Regions from separate parts of the Sus scrofa genome. Here region 1 is linked to region 2. The links are chromatin contacts, called in public HiChIP or PLAC-seq maps. All regions are on one chromosome and are shown on one strand. Each heading gives the region's core, a stretch centred on a gene start, on an enhancer-like site or on the middle of the called end of the contact. The rest is flanking DNA. Distances are from core to core; before and after follow the strand shown.

Region 1 (3,401 bases), core at 363-2,862, 480 kb after region 2:
TGGGTTAACTTTGGGCAAATTGAACCATATAAATTGGAAGATATCAACCTCATTACTTCACAGCAGACTTTAATGTCTATTTACCACTTGGAATTTGGGGTTAGTAGATGCAAACTATTGCCTTGGAATGGATAACAATAAGATCCTGCTGTATAGCACTGGGAACTCTATCTAGTCACTGATGATGGAGCATGATAAGGTGAGAAAAAAGAATCTATACATGGATGTGTGACTGGGTCACCTTGCTGTAGAGCAGAAAATTGACAGAACACTGCAAACCAGCTATAATCAGAAAATAAAAACCATTATTAAAAAAATAAAGTTTATTTACCAAATAGTTTGTTTTAAGAAGCTGGAACTTTACCCATTTTATGTAGGGTCATGATTTAAAATACTTATGTATTATATTTTATGATTATGTCCTGTTTGAAACCCTCTTATGGCTTCCTTTAACTCTGGAAAAAGATTTCAAACTTTACCCTACCTACAAGAGCCAGGCTGTCTGGGCCCTGGCCCCTTCCACCCAGTTCCGGCCCTCCCTCCTATTGCTCACCCCACTCTGACCACACTGGTCATCTTGCTTTTCCTGGTACACAACGGTACCCACCGTGCCCCTCAGGGCCTCTGTATTCGAGGTTTCACGCTACTTGGAATCCTCTCCTCCAGGTATTTGCATGGTTCTCTTCCTCACCTTATTTACTTCATAGCTCTTACTTATTTGTTTGCTTATGTTTCTATTGTCTGTCTTTCCCACTAGGACGTAAGCATCCAGAGGGCAGAAGCCTCTCTTTTCACCACTGTAACTTCAGCACCTGGAACATAGTGAGCAATCCTTCAATATTTGGTGACTGAACACTTGAATGAGTGGAGAAAGGCTGTTTGAGCTTTACAGAGAGACAGAGTCTTGATGACAGCATTCCAGCTCCTGGATCCAGCCAGACCTGCACCAGCTATACTACTGGACTTTTCAGTTATATCAATCTAGACCTGAGGCAGACAGGAAGGGAGAATCTATATTCTGTGTTCGGCAGCCAGCTGGCAAGAGTGGAAAAAGCCAGCCTGGCCACTCTCCGAATCTGTAATATCAGAGATGTCTCCCAATCAAATAATAGCAATATTAGGTATGTTTTGAGAACTACTCACCTCCCTGCTCCAGAAGAGCAGCCTGAAAGGACCTCAAATAGGACTTTGACCCTCATGAAGGGGTCCTCCACCCACTCCCCACTGCCCCCTCTCCCCCAGCTAAGAGCAGGGTAGGGAAGCAGCAGCCCCTCCTTTGCTGGCAAGACTTTGAAAGTTCAGCTTCGAGCACAAGTGAATGTAGTATTTTTCAGCACAATATGGACAAGGCCAGCTTGGCTTCCTCATCCCCAGAAAGGGTCCTCCCTTTACCCAAAGTGCCACGGTGCTGCCCCTTCCTTGCCCCTCAAGACGCTGCCCAGTGGACAGGGAGGGAAAAGACTCAGTCCAGACCAAGATCAAGCGTTATCGTCCTTCATGCCCCAAGGCTTCTGGAATACTCTTCCCCTCACTCTGCCTATGCTGCCTTGAACCACACCAGGAGGCAGGAAGAGGTTCCTGCTCCATGGGGAAACCCCTGCACCCTGGCCTGAGTCGGAAGTCACAACAGCGTCAGCTGTGACCGGATCTTATAAACCAGACCAGATTTCCTCTCGTCACAAAGCCACTGTGTCTGTGGTTTTTCTTTTTCAGGGTACAGCTGTAATTAGTGCTTGGGAGTCCAAGGCCACAAGGGTCCAGAGAGCAGGGGCCCAGCTGTATGGCACCCCACTTTCCAGCAGGAACACAGCCCAGCTGAGAGTAAGGCCATGCGCTGGAAAAGACATTCTGAGACCCGGGTGCTAGTCCTAGCTCTGCCGCTAAGGTAAATCCCTTCACCTTCCAGAATTCCCTACGGGTTCATCATGATAACACCTGCCATGCATAGATGCTGTGGGGATCAAATGCACTAGTCAAAATAAGGGTCTTTCACCAACTCAAAAGTTCTGCGTCCTCTGAGCCGCTTCAATGTGCTCTAGTGACTCTGGGGTCTTTCTGGTTCAGGTTTCTCCTAACACGTTCCCTCCTTTACTCCTTCACCACACACTTTGCTGTGACATTCAGTAGCTTTGCATCGCCTGGAGCTAAGAGTCCTGATGCTGGGAGTTCCCAGGTCTGGTTTCCGGGCCTATTTTCCACACTGGGGCCTCAGTTTTTCCACCTGTAAGCTAAGAAAGTCAGACCAAGGCATTTCCAGATTCTCTCCAAGCTCCCTAAACTCTTCGATCCTTATCTTAGATCATTAGAAGGGCTTACTAGCCTCCTAAAATAAGTTGAGCAGCTTCTACTCCTAAAAAAAGGGAGGTGGGGGGGTGGGAGAGAGATGAAACAAGCTGGAAAAAATGTTGGAAATTTGTGAAGCTGGGGGAGGGGGACATGTGTGTTCTCTATTCTCTTTAATCTTGTGCATGTTAAGATTTTTCAAACTGAAAAAAGGTGCACATCTTTTTTTTTTTTTTTTTAATAGAGGCGCCATTGAATTTGAGCATCACTATGACCTTTGTTTTCTGGCTTTCTCAAGAAGTAACCAGCCTGAAGAAAGGGTACCTTCCAAAGGAAACTCCCTTCCTTTGTCATCCTTCGTATCCCCATCTCCGTGCCTGCCCCAGACAGCTTCCACAGTGGCTCCAACATCAGAAAAGCTTGGGGGATTTCCAGAACCTTCTGTTCCCACTTCCCATTTCTGAAAAGTTTTGAACTATCGCATATGTAAAGCAAAGAGTCACAGACAGGGGAAAACTCAAGTTTTTGGCCAACTTAGGGGCTTTAAGGAAGCCTCGCTGTGGGGCTGCTCGCAGGAGAACTGTTCATAGTTCAGGGTCACCTGCTCAGTTCTTCCCTCAACCAGAGGGAACTTGAAGTCACTCCCCTTTTCCAACCTGGCTAGGCTGGCAAGCCCAGTGGAAGTTACTGCCCCCACCCCATCCCCGGGGCTAAGAAAAGCCTCTGCGGGACAGGCCTGCACCTCTTCCTGCAGGAATAGAAGGGCTGGCAGGACTGCAGGGACTCAGACAGAACCCCTAACAGAAGGAGGGCAACTCTGATCCAACTGCCATCTCTGGCTCTGCGCCCTCCCTGCCGGCCAAGCCTGCCAGCTCCTGCCCATAACCGCTGATTGTGGGTCGACCTTGAGGGGCTGTGCTCTTCTTCACGGCCCAGGAGGGCCGCCTTTCCAATGACAGGACTGCAGGGAGGTTTTCCAGACTCTCCAGATGGTGCATGCAGGCAGACAAGCCTCTGGGGTCACTGGCAGCAAAAGTACCAGTTCAGGTTTTACCAGATTCTCTCAATGGTGTGTTCTATGTAAAAACAGCCACGAACTTAGACCTGAATAACTTAGG
Region 2 (2,937 bases), core at 37-2,536:
AACTAGCATCCATGAGGATGCAGGTTCAATTTCAGGCCTTGCTTAGTGGGTTAAGGATCTGGCATTGCCGTGCGCTGTGGTGTAGGTTGCAGACGCGGCTTGGATCTGGCATGGCTGTGGCTATGGCACAGCTGATTCGATCCCTAGCCTGGGAACTTCCATATGCCTCGGGTGCAGCCCTAAAAAGACAAAAAAAAAAAAAAAAAGTACATGTAGTATTTTCCTCTCTGCTTATCTGATGTTATCTACATCAGAGAGACCACAGTCCTATTTTGGAAGGTGTATTAGTAAGGATAACATAAGTTGCTGTAACAAATAAACCCCCAATCCAATGGCTTAACACAATGGAAATTTTTTTTTTTCTCTCTCTCTCACTCAAATAATAATCTGAACAGCAGGGGTAGGGGTGGAGGGCTCTCCTCCATGGAGTGACTCAGGAAGCAGGCTCCTTTCCTGTCCTCTTTCTGCTGTCCCTTAGGGCTTCAGAGTCCCTTGCCTGTAGCCATGAAAAGAAGGAGAGAATGAAAAGCCCCACCTGCTTCTTCAAAGCCCTGGTGCCGAAGGCGCACCATCACCTCCACTCACATCTCATTGTTGAGAAATAGGCATGTGGACAGTCTGCTTGAAAGGAGGGCTGGCAAATACAGTCCTATTGGGCACTTGACTCCCAGCAACACCTCTGCACCCTGGAGGAGAAACAGTGATAGTTTTGGAGGACCGATAGTCATCTCTGTCACCCATGGCTCTCACAGTTAATGATAATCTGACCCTAGCCTCCTCTGTCAGTCTCCCCTCCTGCTCTTCATGGTCCCAGATGCAGGCCTTGCGGCTAGGGCTCTGTGTTATTTACCCCTGTATCCCCAGCGCCCCCATGCATGGGGTGTGGTGTAGAATAGGAGCTCAGCAGATATTTGTCAAGTGACTGGTGGCAGGACCCAGGGAAACCCGCAAGAACAGGAATGGCCATCTGTGGCAGCACCTGTTCCAAACCCAAAGCCAGAGCATCTGTGTCTCCAGCGAGGCCAGATTAGCTTCTGGGCTGCCTTCCAAGGTGACTGACCACAGACTCCATGCCTCTGTGGCTTGGTGGCTTCCTTCTCTGAGCAGTCGGAGCTTAGTGTTGCGCTGTCCAGTCCATCACCACTATTACAAAAGGCTATTTACATTGAATTCAAATTAAATTAAAAATTCACTTACTTGTTTGCTCTCTGCCAACATTTCTAGTGCTCAGTAGTCACAAGTGCCCATGCGTGGAGAGTTCTGTTGGACAGCACTAGGTATGAACTTGGCAACGTGACGGCTGATGGAAGGTCTGGCCCAGAGTGTGTCTTATGGAGAAGCTCTTTCACAACCTGTCCGTCTGCTGGTCATTGATGAAATAGCTTCTGTTTTGGAGATTGTGTAAGTTTCCAGAAGCTGAGCTGAAGGACTTCCCTGTCTAAGCCATGGAAGAGAAATCGGTAGGAAAAGGCTTCATGGATTAGGATGATAGGGACATTCTTTCTTAGAGCCTTAGAATTAGTTTGGTTTTGTCTCAGGAAAGGGGGATTGTACCCCCCCCCACAACCTTCTGTATCTGGGAACCTCATCCTTGTTCCTGCCCAGCCTCACAAGAGCTGTTTCCTTCAGTTCCTGTCCCTCTGACCCCTCTGCCTGAGTGAGCGGTGTTCCACCTCTGCCTCTGAGAGCACAGGCTCGCCTCCAGCAGGCACGAGCTCAGTCTGCATGCTATCCGAGGTGGGGTTTGAGGAGGTTGGAGGGCGTGTCCTGGCCGTCTGAAGCCCTACCTAGAACGTGACCCCCCTGTCAATCATGGAGCCACAGGACATGGATCAGAGCTGTGATTTGAGGGTGAAGGTTCTCAGGGGAGGCACTGATCAATTCTTCCAGGAGGGTCAGGACGTCTTCAGAGGGAGCGTTTTTGGCTGAAAAGTGATAATGTGGGTGATTGCCTGCCAGCATCAGGAGAGGAGAGAGGACGAAAGACCCGGGGTGGCGGTGGGGAGGGCGGGCAGCAGATGCAGATATTCAGAGCTTATCTTTTACTTTCCTCACGCACCGGCCCTTATCTTAGTTTGCTTTCTGCCTGCAGCTGTCTTCTTTCTTGCCCTGAGGCTCCGTCTTGCCCAGAGCTGTGCCAGAGGCCATGTGTTCTGGCATCAGGATTAGTACCAGAGAGAAAAAACAGCACTCAGAGTGACCAAGGCCCAGGCCAGGGCTGCAGGCCAGAGGCACTGTCTTTGGCCTGAGTTCCAGCATGACCAGTCTCCTAGCAGAGGACACGGGCCAGGGGTGCTGCTTAGGGAAGCCAAGCTTGAGGTGCTCTGGGCTTCCTGAGAGGCTGGGCAGATGCTAGTGGAGGCGAAGGCTTCTGACAGAGGTCGAAGGCCCAGGGCTGCCCCAGTGGTGGTCAGAGGATGATTAAAGGTTTCCCTGACCCTGCTCTGAGGCCAGCTCATGTGACCCTGCTTTTGGGTTCTTGAAGAATATAAAGAACCAAGTACTTCTGTCAGTGTGGCCCTGATGAGGTGAGGCTCAAGGCATTTACCAGGGGTTACGGAATGAAGGCCTGGGCGACAGCAGGTGCTAGACGTGGGACAGGATGTTGGCATGAGATGGAGGAAAGGGGGCAGCTCAGGTGTCTCCAGAGACCAACCATCATGATGGAGCAGTGCCCAGAATCCTGTAAGGCTCCATGACACTGGAAACCAACCAGAGCTGGAGGTCTCCGCAGAGGTGAAGGTCGCACTCCCGGAGAACTGGGGACCGGTGGCCCAAGGGAAACAGGGCTGTCTGAAGCAGAAGGCCCTCTACTGGCTTTCTGCTAGGCAGGAAGCAGGCTGGCCGGGTTGCCTAACTGAAATTTTGTGGTAACAGGATGAAGAGGTGTCTCAGGCTAACGCCAGTGGCATGTCCTAGTGGATGGGGAAGTAGCAT

Evidence for each region. HiChIP or PLAC-seq counts read pairs in DNA pulled down with a chosen protein or histone mark.
Region 1: an H3K27ac HiChIP or PLAC-seq map of alveolar macrophages shows a contact between it and region 2. The contact joins two enhancer-like sites. A contact is called at or near these places in 1 of 47 Hi-C or Micro-C datasets (embryonic fibroblasts) and 1 of 2 datasets of contacts at active chromatin or transcription factors (alveolar macrophages).

The regions. Positions count from the first base shown.
Region 1 is chr7:48,914,414-48,917,814 of Sscrofa11.1, forward strand. No RefSeq gene overlaps it. Among named protein-coding and RNA genes, the nearest start is that of BCL2A1, 18 kb to the left of the region's middle. Within about 2 kb of position 1,613, at least 13 of the 83 cell types and tissues checked have an H3K27ac peak or open chromatin away from gene starts, as enhancers often do. A contact at or near this core is called in alveolar macrophages, where this site is marked.
Region 2 is chr7:48,434,200-48,437,136 of Sscrofa11.1, forward strand. The region is part of intron 2 of TMED3 (transmembrane p24 trafficking protein 3); the gene reads left to right. Among named protein-coding and RNA genes, the nearest start is that of TMED3, 4.0 kb to the left of the region's middle. Within about 2 kb of position 1,287, at least 8 of the 83 cell types and tissues checked have an H3K27ac peak or open chromatin away from gene starts, as enhancers often do. A contact at or near this core is called in alveolar macrophages, where this site is marked.